2 separate regions of the Danio rerio genome follow, and region 1 is linked to region 2. A link is a contact called in public HiChIP or PLAC-seq data. All regions are on one chromosome and are shown on one strand. The core of a region is the stretch at or near the end of the contact, and the rest is flanking DNA. Distances in the headings are between cores, read along the strand shown.

Region 1 (6,763 bases), core at 1,078-3,577, 200 kb before region 2:
ACTTTCGTCAAACCTTAAAAATGATCTGACTCAGGTTGTTATGTCTTTTCTAACTGATCCGACTTTCGGTTTTCCGAAAAACGACCTAGAAAATTCCCAAAAGTCCCATTGATTTAACATTTGTGAGCTCATATCTCTGCATCAGACTATCCTACAGACTAGAGTCTGGCCTCATTCAACACTGTCTAGCCAGCAGCCAATCACTGATGACATTTACACTTACAAGCCACCCCCTAGCAACCAGTTTCAGCACCCTAGCAACTGTCTCATAGACTGTTACTAGCTATTCTGACACATGCTAATAGTTTTAAAATCTTACTGACACACTAATCGTGCTAGAAACATGCTAGCAACACACTAGTGAAATACTAGTCATGCTAACACATGCTAATTCATGCTAACAACATACTAATTCAAGCTAGAAACAATCTGATTCATGCTAGAATCATGCTAGTAACACGCTAGAATCATGCTAGTAACATGCTAATCCAGGTTAGAATCATGCTAGTAACATGGTAATTCATGTTAGAATCATAATAACAACATGCTAATTCATGTTAGAAACACGCTAGTAACATACTAATCCAGGTTAGAATCATGCTAGTAACATAATTCATGCCGGAATCATTCTAATAACATGCGAATTCATGCTAGAATTATGTCAACAATATGCTAATTCATACTAGAATAATGCTAGTACCATGGTAATTTATACCGGAAACATAGTAACATGCTAATTTATGCAAGAATCATGTTAATTCATGCTAATTCATGCTAGAATCATGCTAAGTTATACTAGCAATGTTAGTAACATGCTAATGCATGCTAGAATCATGTTAGTAACATGCTGAATCATGCTAGAAACATGCAAACAACATGCTAATTTATGCTAGAATCATGCTAACAATGTGCTAAATCATAATAGAATCATGTTAACATTATGCTAATTTGTGTCAGAAGCATGCTAATTCAACGCAGGGTAGTATTATGCTATTACGAACCTCAGACACGGATCAACTTTAAAGCTTTTAAACGGGTTTGCTTTACTCTTTAAAGTGGTTGCATTGTTGACTGCTTTTAGTGGAAGGTAACATTTTGTCCATCATCAGAGGTCTCTGTTAACCCTGAACTGTTATGTGAAAATAATTAATTATTCAATAAATAATCCATAATAATTCACTTAATTGTGATTAAAGATGTCATCTGCTCCTTCCCCTGCAGAAAAACCCAGCTTAAACCAGCCTAGGCTGGTTGTAGCTGATCGACCAGGCTGGTTTTGGAGGGGTTTTGGCCATTTCCAGGCTGGTTTCCAGCCATGTCCAGCCTGGTCTTAGCTTGTCAGGCTGGTAAATGACCAGCTAAATCCAGCTAAAATCAGCTTGACCAGCCTGGTTTAAGCTGGACATGGCTGGTTTTGGCTGGGCTCTCCGCCTGGCTAGGCTGGTCAAGCTGGTTTTAGTTGGTCATCTCCCAGCCTGACCAGTTAAGACCAGGCTGGAAATGGCTGGGAACCAGCCTGGAAATGGCCAAAACCCCTCTTAAACCATCCTGGTCAACCAGCTAAAAATAACCAACCAGCTTAGGCTGGTTTAAGCTGGATTTTTCAGTAGGGTCAGCACTTAGATAATACATTTATAATTGTTTAAAAATTCTGCTTATCAGTGTTAGTGGTTATTGTGGTAAAGTTTATTCAAGCTAATTGTGATGTTATGAAACCATCATTTAATGCAATGTAATGTTTTTATTTTCTTTTTTTGTCACAGCACTGGGTGAATGCCATTGTTCCACATTAAAGTAGAGCAAACATTTATAAATCAGTGTAAAGTGCGTGGTCCTCCAGGTGGCGCTGTTGTTTCAGTGATTTCAGTGAGTGATTATTTTATAATCTTGAAGTAAACAATTAAAAAAGTACAACACAGGAATAGTGAGACAAGGCTATGGAGGTATATCTATCTATCTATCTATCTATCTATCTATCTATCTATCTATCTATCTATCTGTCTGTCTGTCTGTCTGTCTGTCTGTCTGTCTGTCTGTCTGTCTGTCTGTCTGTCTGTCTGTCTGACATTCTCTGGCAGCTTATTTTCTTTCTTTCTGTCTATCTATCTATCTATCTATCTATCTATCTATCTATCTATCTATCTATCTATCTATCTATCTATCTATCTATCTATCTATCTATCTATCTATCTATCTATCTATCTATAAAATTATTTGACATTTCATTTCTTCTTCTTTTTCTTTACATGTGCTCACCAACCAGAGAGAGTGACGTGTGGTGCCGGGGAATCCCGCTGCTCAAGCCGCGTCACAGAGCTCCGATCCCCGCCTACAGACACGGTGATCTCCGGCGCCCATCCACCACACACAACCCATGCGTTCTCTTGCATTAAAACCAGACTCCCATTTTAACTACATAATAGCGCTGTGTACATAATTGATTTCTACCAAACATTATAGGCAAACATGTTAATAAATGGAGCGAATTCCCCGTGCATCCACACCCGAAGAAAAGGGCGCTCCCCCCAGAGCCTAGCCCGGAGAGGAAGGCTCTTATTCGGTCAGATGGCGTGCCGCAGTCCGCCCACGCGTTTCTCGCGCCCACACAGCAGCGAAAGGAGCGTCATTAACTGAGCGCACAGCAGAACAGAGAGACAACAACACAAGAGTTTCAAGAACATTCACATCTGCAGAATAAGGTCTTACAAGCACAGAAAACAACACGAAATAGGGCGTAAAGGTTGAAGTCTAATTACAGAACCAAAAAGTTTGACTCGTTTGAGTGGCAGAAGTTTTCACTGGAGGCTCAAGATTCCGTCTTGAAGACTCTCGAGGTGAGTAGTTCAACTGCATGATTACCTGCATTTTTAGTGTAACTACTACAACTGTATAGGCTATTTATAGCAGCAGAAAAAGCTGAGTAACACCATCTCTGGATATGATGTTTACTAAGTGCAAGTTATAAAGCATTATAATGCTTTACAAATAGTGCATAGTTTGTGTGTGTGTGTGTGTGCTATCAGTTTTTATACACACTTAAATTGCTGGGTTGTTTTAGTTGGGTTAAATATGGAAAAACCCAACCATTGGGTTAAAATTTGTAATTTAAAATTAATTGAATAAACAACCCAGCATTTGTGTGTGTATATGTATATATATATATATCTGAATCAGCAAAAAGCAGTCAGAAAATGTTTATATTATATTTTACATTCATATAAAACCTCAATGAATCAATGAAACTGAGTTTTTCATTTGATTAAGGTTTACTAAATGCCTCAACTGTTAATTATAAAAACTTTATTGATTCATTAAGGTTAAAATGGATGCAAATCATAATGCAAACTACTGTAAGCAATCAGAAAAGCCCTGTGTCCATTGCATTGTTTTTCTGACTGCTTACAGTAGTTTGCATCATGATTTACAGTCATTATATCCTTAATAAATTGATGAAACTGAGTTATTTCAATTGATTAATATTTACTTAAAGTCTCTTAACTGTTTATTTTTCTAAAAGACAGTCTTAATTTGTAGATTACAGGAGTCATAAAGATAGATGTCGCTGGGGCATTGGCTTTCCAAACGTACCTCTTCGAATCATTTAGGTACTAACATCTACCTCAGCCCTGCTAAAAAATCTAGCTTAAACCAGCCTAGGCTGGTTGGCTGGTTTTAGCTGGTCGACCAGGCATGTTTTATAGGGGTTTTGGCCATTTCCAGGCTGGTTTCCAGCCATTTCCAGCCTGGTCTTAGCTGGTCAGGCTGGAAAATGACCAGCTAAATCCAGCTAAAACCAGCTTGACCAGCCTGGTTTAAGCCGGACATAGCTTGTTTTGACTGGGCTCTCCGCCTGGCCAGGCTGGTCAAGCTGGTTTTAGCTGGTCATATATATCAAAATATATCGTTTTCGATGTTCAAACAGACGTAATAACATTAACATCCGTCGTAACCATATATGGTTTTCCTAGATTGTTTGTCCTAAATTGTGTGTGCCTTAAACGTGTGTGGTTCTGTGGGCCTGCAGCTGGATATTATTGCTCAAAGCATGCACCTGTGACCGAAATGCGACCTCCGGAGGACAGTAGCAGACCCAAAATGAGGCACAGATTCAGAGTTTTACATGAGGTTATTAATTAGCAAATAATATAAATATTATGAGTGTAAACAGTTTCCATCACTAAAGAACATCTACTTCTATGCTAACATAAAGAGAATAAAAGGAAAGATGACAATGAGTTTTAATAGACCAGTCATTGTGGTAACATCTGCTAAATTCAGCTTATCGGCTAGCTTCCTGCTTTGCTCATGTTTGATAGTTAACACAATTCCAAAACAACGTGCAAAGCATGTGAAATGTTATATATTGATAGTATATTCAAGCTCATATCATTTTTAAGTAATTAAAAATACATGTTTAGTTCCTGATGATCAGTCCTGTGCAATTTCAGAATTTCATATACCCCTGTATAATCCATACATTATTGTCTTGTCTTTTTCTTTTGCTTCCACGTTTAATTTAATGGCAGCTCATAGGACTGGTAAAATGTTGTGAACACCAAACACAGCATATTTGAAGTCTCTAACACAAATCCTCCAGCACTACCAACAGCTCAGATGTTCACTCATGTTTATGCTAATAATAGTCTGAAAGACTAGAAACACCTCTTTTTTTTCTTCAGATCACTGAAGCTGATTGCACACACACTCCGTAACTAAACCAGTTCATCTTTTAGACTAGTGTTTTTCAACAACGTACCTGTCCTTTGTCTCCCTACTGAAAAAAAAACAGCTTAAACCAGCCTAGGCTGATGTCCAGCTTAAACCAGGCTGGTCAAGCTGGTTTTAGCTGGATTTAGCTGGTCATTTTCCAGCCTTACCAGCTAAGACCAGGCTGGAAATGGCTGGAAACTAGCATGGAAATGGCCAAAACCCCTCTAAAACCAGCCTGGTCAACCATCTTAAAACCAGCCAACCAGCCTAGGCTGGTTTAAGCTCGATTTTTCAGCAAGGCTGTCACACCCATTACATTAGCTTCTCAGCTAATGTTTACGTTTGCATTGTTTTTATATTTGCTAATTAAAAACACAGAACGTACATTTTCAAGTGAAAATAGCTGACTTTACTCTTGTTTTTCAGATATTTTCGCCTATTATGTTTCTTAAATATCTCCAAATAGTATTTATTATACATTTGAAGAGTCAAAAACGGTCATACAACACTTTTAAGTTACAAATTCGCAGCTGATCAGGGGCCTCATGTACGAAGACTTGCGTGGAATTCTTACTAAAACATTGCGTACGCACAAAGCTGTAAATGTGCGTACGCAGAAAAAAATTCAGATGTATGAAACACTGCGTACGCCGAATCTCACGCATATTCTGTTGTACATCTGAATGAACGTGAAACTGAGCGCAACATGCACGAGCGCAAAACCCCTCCCTGCCTCCTCCCCCGTATGAATATGCTAATGACTATGCTAATGGCAAAACCCAACGAAAAAGCAACGGCAAAATCAAGCAAGAAGAGAAACTTTGAACAGAATGTGAATTGGAGGTGCTGCTTTCGGAGGTAGACCAGAGAAAAGCGGTGTTATTTGCAAGTTTGTTCTCCGGAATTAACAACAAAAGAAAAAAATAGAGTGGGAGAGTTTAGCTGATGCGGTCAACACAGTTGGGTCTGAACATCGCACTGAGTGCATTAAAAAAAGAAAATAGTGTGGTTTATATCTGTAAAATGTTGCAGCAGTCTTAACAGTCTCAGTGGCGCGTTCGTAAGACGTATGTGGTCATGTTTTGACACGTTCGAGCATGAACTCGGCTCGAATCCAGCGTCTGACGAACTCTTTCTTCTTTTTTTCCCCGCTACATATCAGATTTTGCCAACTATTCATCACGAGAAAGACAAGTAGGAATCATCTATAAGTTTGTGCATCATATTTTATTTGCACATTTATTGAATGGAAATGTTTCTGATTCACGCATGCAAATTCATCTTCAGATAGTGTCTTTATAGCAATGTGTGTGCAGTAGATAGCTCAGATTACATTGGGAAAACAGGCGACCGCTGCAAATTGTGCTTTAATGTTTAGCTGCTCAACTGTATGGTATGGAAACCTTATTTACCTGCTAGATGAACCCGTCTCATACAGCTGCCATTGCAAGGCTCAGACACTTTGTAGAGAAGAATTTAACACAACTGCCTCTAGGAGTCGCCAATGGAAATAAAACAGACACGCACAAAAAATGTGCGTACGCCTGCCAGAAAGCTGCCGTGAACCTGCGCACATTCCCACGTTCAGTTCATTGTTAGTAAATCCAAACGTGAGCGATTCTGAGCGTGAAACCTGGCGTACGCAAAGTTTTTGTGCGTACGCAACGTTGATGCATGAGGCCCCTGATGCGTACTTTCATGCTTATTTTTTGTCTTGTGCTTGGCCCCGTAATCGCTGCTTGCAGCTATATTTTTATTACTTTTATTTAATTAACTTATAACACTAATGATTGATTATTTGGGAATCCCATTGCAGCTGATCATCAGGATGTCTCTGCCACGAACGCTGGGTGAACTGCAGCTCTACCGAGTTTTACAGCGAGCCAACCTGCTGATGTACTACGACACCTTCATCCAGCAGGGCGGCGATGATGTCCAGCAGCTGTGTGAGGCTGGCGAAGAGGAGTTTCTTGAGATTATGGCTCTTGTGGGCATGGCTACAAAACCCCTGCATGTGCGGCGATTACAGAAAGCGCTGCGCGACTGGGCATCA
Region 2 (6,299 bases), core at 212-2,711:
AAAAACAGCCCTTTTGAGACCTCCAAGAATTAATTTAGATTGTAAGTGATTTTGCTGAACCCTTCAGTTTACATTAATTTAACTTATTTTTAAAATAATCGTATTTGATAGTCAAATTTGTGCAGAAAAACTACAATACCCATCATGCTATGCAGAATAATCCAACAGACATAAAGAGGAAAATGTAAAATACATTTAGTTCCACCCACTCCAATGAAGCATCATAGATGAAAGTTAATTTCGCTGATCTCACAATATCCTATAGGTTAAATTTGATTGTATCCCTGGCAATGCTTCATGGCATTGTAGTTCTTTCAGTCATTTAAAATAGAGTATTGTGTATTTGTCCGGATTTCAAATATTTCTTTGTTTCAAATCAAAGTTCATGATGCGGTGGTGTGGTTCATGGCTTAAAATGCTATAACAAAGACTATAATTCTCTGTGGGAAAAATGAAAGGGAAATGTACTTTGGGAAACAGTGCTGCTAGTACGGCACAAGTGCACACTATAATACAAAAACAAAACAACTGGTGGTGTCTAATGTAAAGTTAAATTTAGCATGTTCATGCTGTAAAAAAGAGGTTTATATGTAATATGTAAAACAATAGTGTGCAGTTTCACTTCTGCAATTATATTTATATAAAGAAGGCAATTGTGTGGCACAAACCACCAAGCTAAAGAATGTGAGTTATAAGTAATTACCTAAAAATGTATTTAATAGGAAATTACCTCTGTACACGTGTTACAGAGACTACAAAACACTTATGAATTTATTAATATTCGTTTCTTTGTTTAAAGGCAAGACGTTAGGCGTTTTTAACATTAGGGTCTGCATAGATCACTGGCTGTGTCTCAAATTAGCGAGCTGCCTACATGGACAGCACTTTGGCTAACATTGTCAAATCTTAACGAATTAACAAATTTAAGATTTTAAAACATCACTCAAGTTCACCTGTTTCTAATCACATCCAGAGGTGTTGTCTAGCAAGGGCAGCTCAGGAGGTTTTGAGACACGGCCACTGTATTGTGTTGTTTCTCTATCATGACGCTGCAGTTGAATAAGCTACATGGCTAACCAACAGAATACGCATATAACATTAAAACCCTGTTGTATATTAACCCAAACAGATCAACAGCGATGTACGTGGATGTTAACCCACTTAAAACAGACCCAAACACAAACTCCATCGACATTAAACGCGATAAATGCCACGGTTTTGACAGGCTAATGCTGTGCAAACACACCCACATGAATGCCGAGAGCCTAAACACAGTAACACTGGTCGATACTTCAATGAAAGTACACTTCTTCCACGGTTTATCTCATCATAACACGCGTTTTGCATACGAAAGAAAGAAACAATCTGATACAAAGGCAGTTTTTCATAAATTTACCTGATCCGGCGGCGGCCGCCATCTTGTTGCTCAGCAGCGGGGACGCGCCAACAGTGAACAATCGCCTCATGAATTATGCATGAAATAATCGGTGAACCTGGAAATTGAAGTTCAATATAATGCGCTTAAGTTAGTCATCATTTTCTACTTAATATGCTTGTAAATATTGTAAATTACTGTTGTAAATGTCGTAAATTCATCCCCTTAAATAGCTGAAATAGCTTTTTTTAAGTTATCGATATTTTTATCATATTTTATACAATATTCACATTAAGTTTTAAGTTGTTTTATAGTCTGCAGAAATAAAGTGTGTATTATAGTTTGTTAAAACCATAACTTGAACTTTAACGTTCTATTTGTCGAAATCAGTATCAGAAACTAAATCTAACAACATTATCACATATAATAACATTAAAGATTAGTAATTCATGTTTAAACATAAACATACGACTAATAAACAAATAAATAAATAGCCTTTAGACCTAATAAAATGTTGTCAGATGGAATCAAAAACATTGCACATTTCAAACCAAAATGCATCACAATAACAACTGATGTGCACTTAGTAGATTCATTAGTAGCTAGATAATACCTTCATGCACTGTGAGGGGTAAAATAAATATATTTCTTCAATTTCCGCTATGCTAAGTAAGTCACAGGGAATGTAGGAAGCACTACTAGCTTTTGAATGCTAAGCAAACACTTAACATCCCAGGTAGCAAAGAATTCTGGCCCAGATTTGGCATAAATCTGGCACAGCAGGCTTTCATCCGGCACTGGCATACATACTGGCATGTGGGCCAAACATGGCCCTGGTTTGGCAGAGGTGGCTCCGTCTTTAAGGTGGCATACAATACTTTGGCCAGATATAAATTGTAGTATTTGGCCCAGATGTTAATAATGGATATGTGGGACATGTAAGCTCTGCTTATCTTGACCCAAATTTAAAATACCTTGTTATTATTTTCAAATAAAAATAAACAAATTCTACCAATCAGGTGGCCTCAAGAAAAAGCACGGCCATAGTGTGCCAAAAGCGCAATGATTTGTGGGTTTATCAATTTCAAATGCAGTCGTGACTCACCAACATATCTGGCCCAGTTCAGGCTCAGTTATGGGTTATTACCTTTGCCCGGATATGGTCCATGTTTAGCCTTTATCTGGAAGTCAGACTTGGTCCAGTCATGTACCGTAATTCACTGCAGCATGTGGGCCAAGCAAAACCTGATTGTGTGGGCCAGAACTGGCCCAGAGATATTTCCCTGCTGACAAATCCAGCTTAAACCAGCCTAGGTTGGTTGGCTGGTTTTAGCTGGTTCACCAGCCTGGTTTTAGAGGGGTTTTGGCCACTTCCAGGCTGGTTTTCAACCATTTCCAGCCTGGTCTTAGCTGGCCAGGCTGGAAAATGACCAGCTTAAACTAGCTTGACCAGCCTGGTTTAAGCTGGACATAGCTGGTTTTGGCTGGACTCCCAGCCTGGCTAGGCTGCTTAAGCTGGTTTTAGCTGGTCATCTCCCAGCCTGACCAGCTAAGACCAGGTTGGAAATGGCTGGAAACCAGCCTGGAAATGGCCAAAACCCCTCTAAAACCAGCCTGGTCGACCAGCTAAAACCAGCCAACCAGCCTAGGCTGGTTTTAGCAAGTCTTTTTCAGTAGGGTTTGCTTTGTGGGATTTAAGCTAATTCATCTATTTTAGTTGGAATCTACACTTCAAATAAGGTGTAACTTAAAGTGTAACCTAAAATAGGCCTACGTTTAAAAACGGATTATTACAAAACTCTGTCAGATTACAAAATCAATAATTTCATCACTACAGTGGCCTATTTGACATAAGCTGAAATATTTACACAAAAGCTTTAGCCCTGAACTTTGAATCTGCTTAAAGTCAGAATTTTCTCATTCGTAAAAGGTCATTTTAGTGGACTCAATAGTGAACAGTAAGATTATGAGGCGCTTATTAATGCAGAGATGCGGTTTAAATTACACAATACAGCAACCTAGCAAACACACACTAACCTGTAAAACATATCAAGTGATATATGTCTTTTTCAAAATACTCACATACATTTGTCAAGTCACCTTTATTATAATGCTTTATACTATACAACACAGAACAGCACCTTTACAGAGGCAAACAGGACAATATTAGCAATCAATATAGTGTTTAACAAGTCCACAGAAATACAGCAAAGTTTTTTCGGTTGAGTGTGAATTCAATACTAATAATGTCAATAGTATCTGGATGCAGCCTTTATGATGCAAGCTGAGACTGCATCACTCAGCGATGCAATATCAGACACATTGCACTCAAATGGAGCTAGTGACGTCACTGTGACGGGTAGAGTTAGGGGTGGGGTTAGGTGAGCCCATTAAAAAACATTGGATGCAGCCCAGATTGCACTGCACCAGGTCTGCAGCCAGACCCCTCTCATTAATGTTTAAGGGTGGGATTCAATAGTAAGGCAGCCCTACAGACCCCGTCTGAACCACATGAGAAAATAATTGAGTAATTTATAGTAAACACTAGTGTCATCATACTATAGGAAGGTGTAATTTAGTATATCACAGTATTTATAACACTTTGTTAAAGCATACTGTAATAGTAACTAGTGAACTGATAAACTGTATGGTATCCTTATATTGTATTCTTATAGTATCCTTCAGTTTTTACTACAGTAAACTCTGGTGTGTAATATAATATAACAATAGTTGTAGAAAACTACAGTAATGTGGAATTTGTTTGTATTACATAAGTTGTTATATTGCCACAGCTGATTAATTCAGTTACTTTACTGTAGTATAGTTTAACTATAATTTACTACAGTATTTTTGTCTTGTGGAAAGGAAGCAAAGGTGACTCAAACTCCATCAGGGGACATAAAAAATTATATTTTTTAATCTGAAGGATGCATTCTCACTGTAATTGTGACTAGCAAAAGCAATTTAATCACAGTTTTATAATTACTAAAAGTCATAATAATTAAAAAATGCTTTTAATATAATTAATTGAGAACATTTTACTAGCTCCCAAGCAATGTTATGTCTACTAGATCTGGAGGAATACATTTAAAATGCTCTTAATTGGCGAAGATGTTTGCAATGAATTCTCGAAAACGCTTGGCGTATTGTTCAGGATGAACTGTAGAGATCTCAGCCCCGGCCTGTAAATACAAAACACAAATGAAAATAATGGCAAATGAGTAACACTTAATATCCAATAAGAATCACAGCAATAAAAGCATTTCAAGTTCAGTTTAGTCTTTTTAAATAAACTAAATTAGCATTGAAAGATCTGCACAGTAAATATGTTTGACTTACTCCATGCTTGACTGTTTTTGCAGCATGAGCTGCTCTCTTCTTGGTGTCATACTGGGTCAGAATATCGATAAGACCCATGAAGTAAACCTCTCTACATGGAGCACCTACACCAAGAAGAGACCAACAGAATCTGTACTATTTAATTTATGAAAACACATAATGGACATTTATTTTGAGAGGAATGTTAAAAATGACAAAACTTTTTATTATCATTGATTAATCTTAATTAGGTTTAATGTGATTTATTATATCAACATTGCTCATTTATTAATTTAAAAGTCCTGCGAAATTAAAATAAAAAAATGTTGATGTTAGTTTATGTCTGTTAGGTTTTTTTCAATAACTTTTTTATTATATTTTAACATGTAAATACACATTTCCATGGACTGGGTGTGACATAAATCAACAAGCAAACAAATGAACAAATAAAACAAAAGGCTTCTCTGTATTTTTCATCAGGACACAACATCACCTCTTTTACTAATCTTCTAGTAAAACATTTCCAAATCCACCACCTTTTAAAAACAAAAACTCTACCAAAACTCTACCAAACTCTACCAAAAATTATATATTTATTTTTTAATATTTAAATATGTTTGTCTATTGACGTGTTTGTTACCATCTCTTTCAGCCAGCGGCCTCTATTTGGTGCACATGTACATTTCCAATTTAAAGAAATAAGCCGTTTTGCTTGCAGAAGAAATACATTCATAAATATTTGCGCCTTCTTTTTTTTTTTACTTGATCTCCTTGGGATATAGATGAGATAAAACATTTATTTTAGCATATTCCCAGCTGAAAAATCCAGCTTAAACCAGCCTAGAATGGTTGGCTGGTTTTTGCTGGTACACCAGGCTGGTTTTAGAGGGGTTTTGGCCACTTGAAGACTGGTTTTAGCTGATCAGGCTGGGAGATGACCAGCTAAAACAGGCTTGCCTAGCCAGGCTGGGAGCCCAGCCAAAACCAGCTATGTCCAGCTTAAACCAGGATGGTCAAGCTGGTTTTAGATGGTTTTAGCTGGTTATGTACCAGCCATAGCAACTAGGACCAGGCTAGGAATGGCTGGAAACCAGCCTGGAAGTGGGCAAAACCCCTCTAAAACCAGGCTGGTCGACCAGCTAAAACCAGCCAACCATCCTAGGCTGGTTTAAGCTGGATTTTTCAGCAGGGTTAAAAGACATTGACATTGGCTTATTAACCTCAAGTGTGCTCCAAAACAAAATTCACATTTAGAAAATATAAATCTGATATAAACATCCAAATCTAGCAGTTTGTCAGTTCCGCCTGAATAGATTAACGATTTTGTTGACGTCACCTGATACTTCAGTTCCTTATCAAACCTCTGACCAATCAAATTCCGTCTAGAATCTGACATGCCCTGCCCCCTTTATGTTTGCTATCCTTTGATGCGCTTGAGCTCGACCACTCACTAGCAGCGCTGTGAGAAAAAACAAACGCTATTGGCTGTTCTTTTAAAGGGGAGGAGCTGCTGTTTGTCCCACCCTCTCTTCATGTTTCACTTGAGATTACGTCAAACATCAAATTAAAAGTGCACATTTCAAAGCACTTCACAGGACCTGTAAAA

Evidence for each region. HiChIP or PLAC-seq counts read pairs in DNA pulled down with a chosen protein or histone mark.
Region 1: an H3K4me3 HiChIP or PLAC-seq map of embryo shows a contact between it and region 2, with 2.2 times the contacts expected there. The contact joins the promoter of nab2 here to the promoter of ube2v1 in region 2. A contact is called at or near these places in 1 of 18 Hi-C or Micro-C datasets (an unstated tissue) and 1 of 4 datasets of contacts at active chromatin or transcription factors (embryo).

The regions. Positions count from the first base shown.
Region 1 is chr11:2,637,067-2,643,829 of GRCz12tu, reverse strand. It overlaps nab2 (NGFI-A binding protein 2 (EGR1 binding protein 2)), which reads left to right and starts at 2,327. Exons shown (of 7, transcript NM_001114482.1): 1 at 2,327-2,834; 2 at 6,527-6,763. The coding sequence starts at 6,539.
Region 2 is chr11:2,441,266-2,447,564 of GRCz12tu, reverse strand. ube2v1 (ubiquitin-conjugating enzyme E2 variant 1) reads right to left here and starts at 1,461. Exons shown (of 4, transcript NM_001037402.2): 1 at 1,397-1,461. The coding sequence starts at 1,418. pip4k2cb (phosphatidylinositol-5-phosphate 4-kinase, type II, gamma b) reads right to left here. Exons shown (of 9, transcript XM_021479691.3): 8 at 4,715-4,818; 9 at 3,459-4,557. The coding sequence ends at 4,474.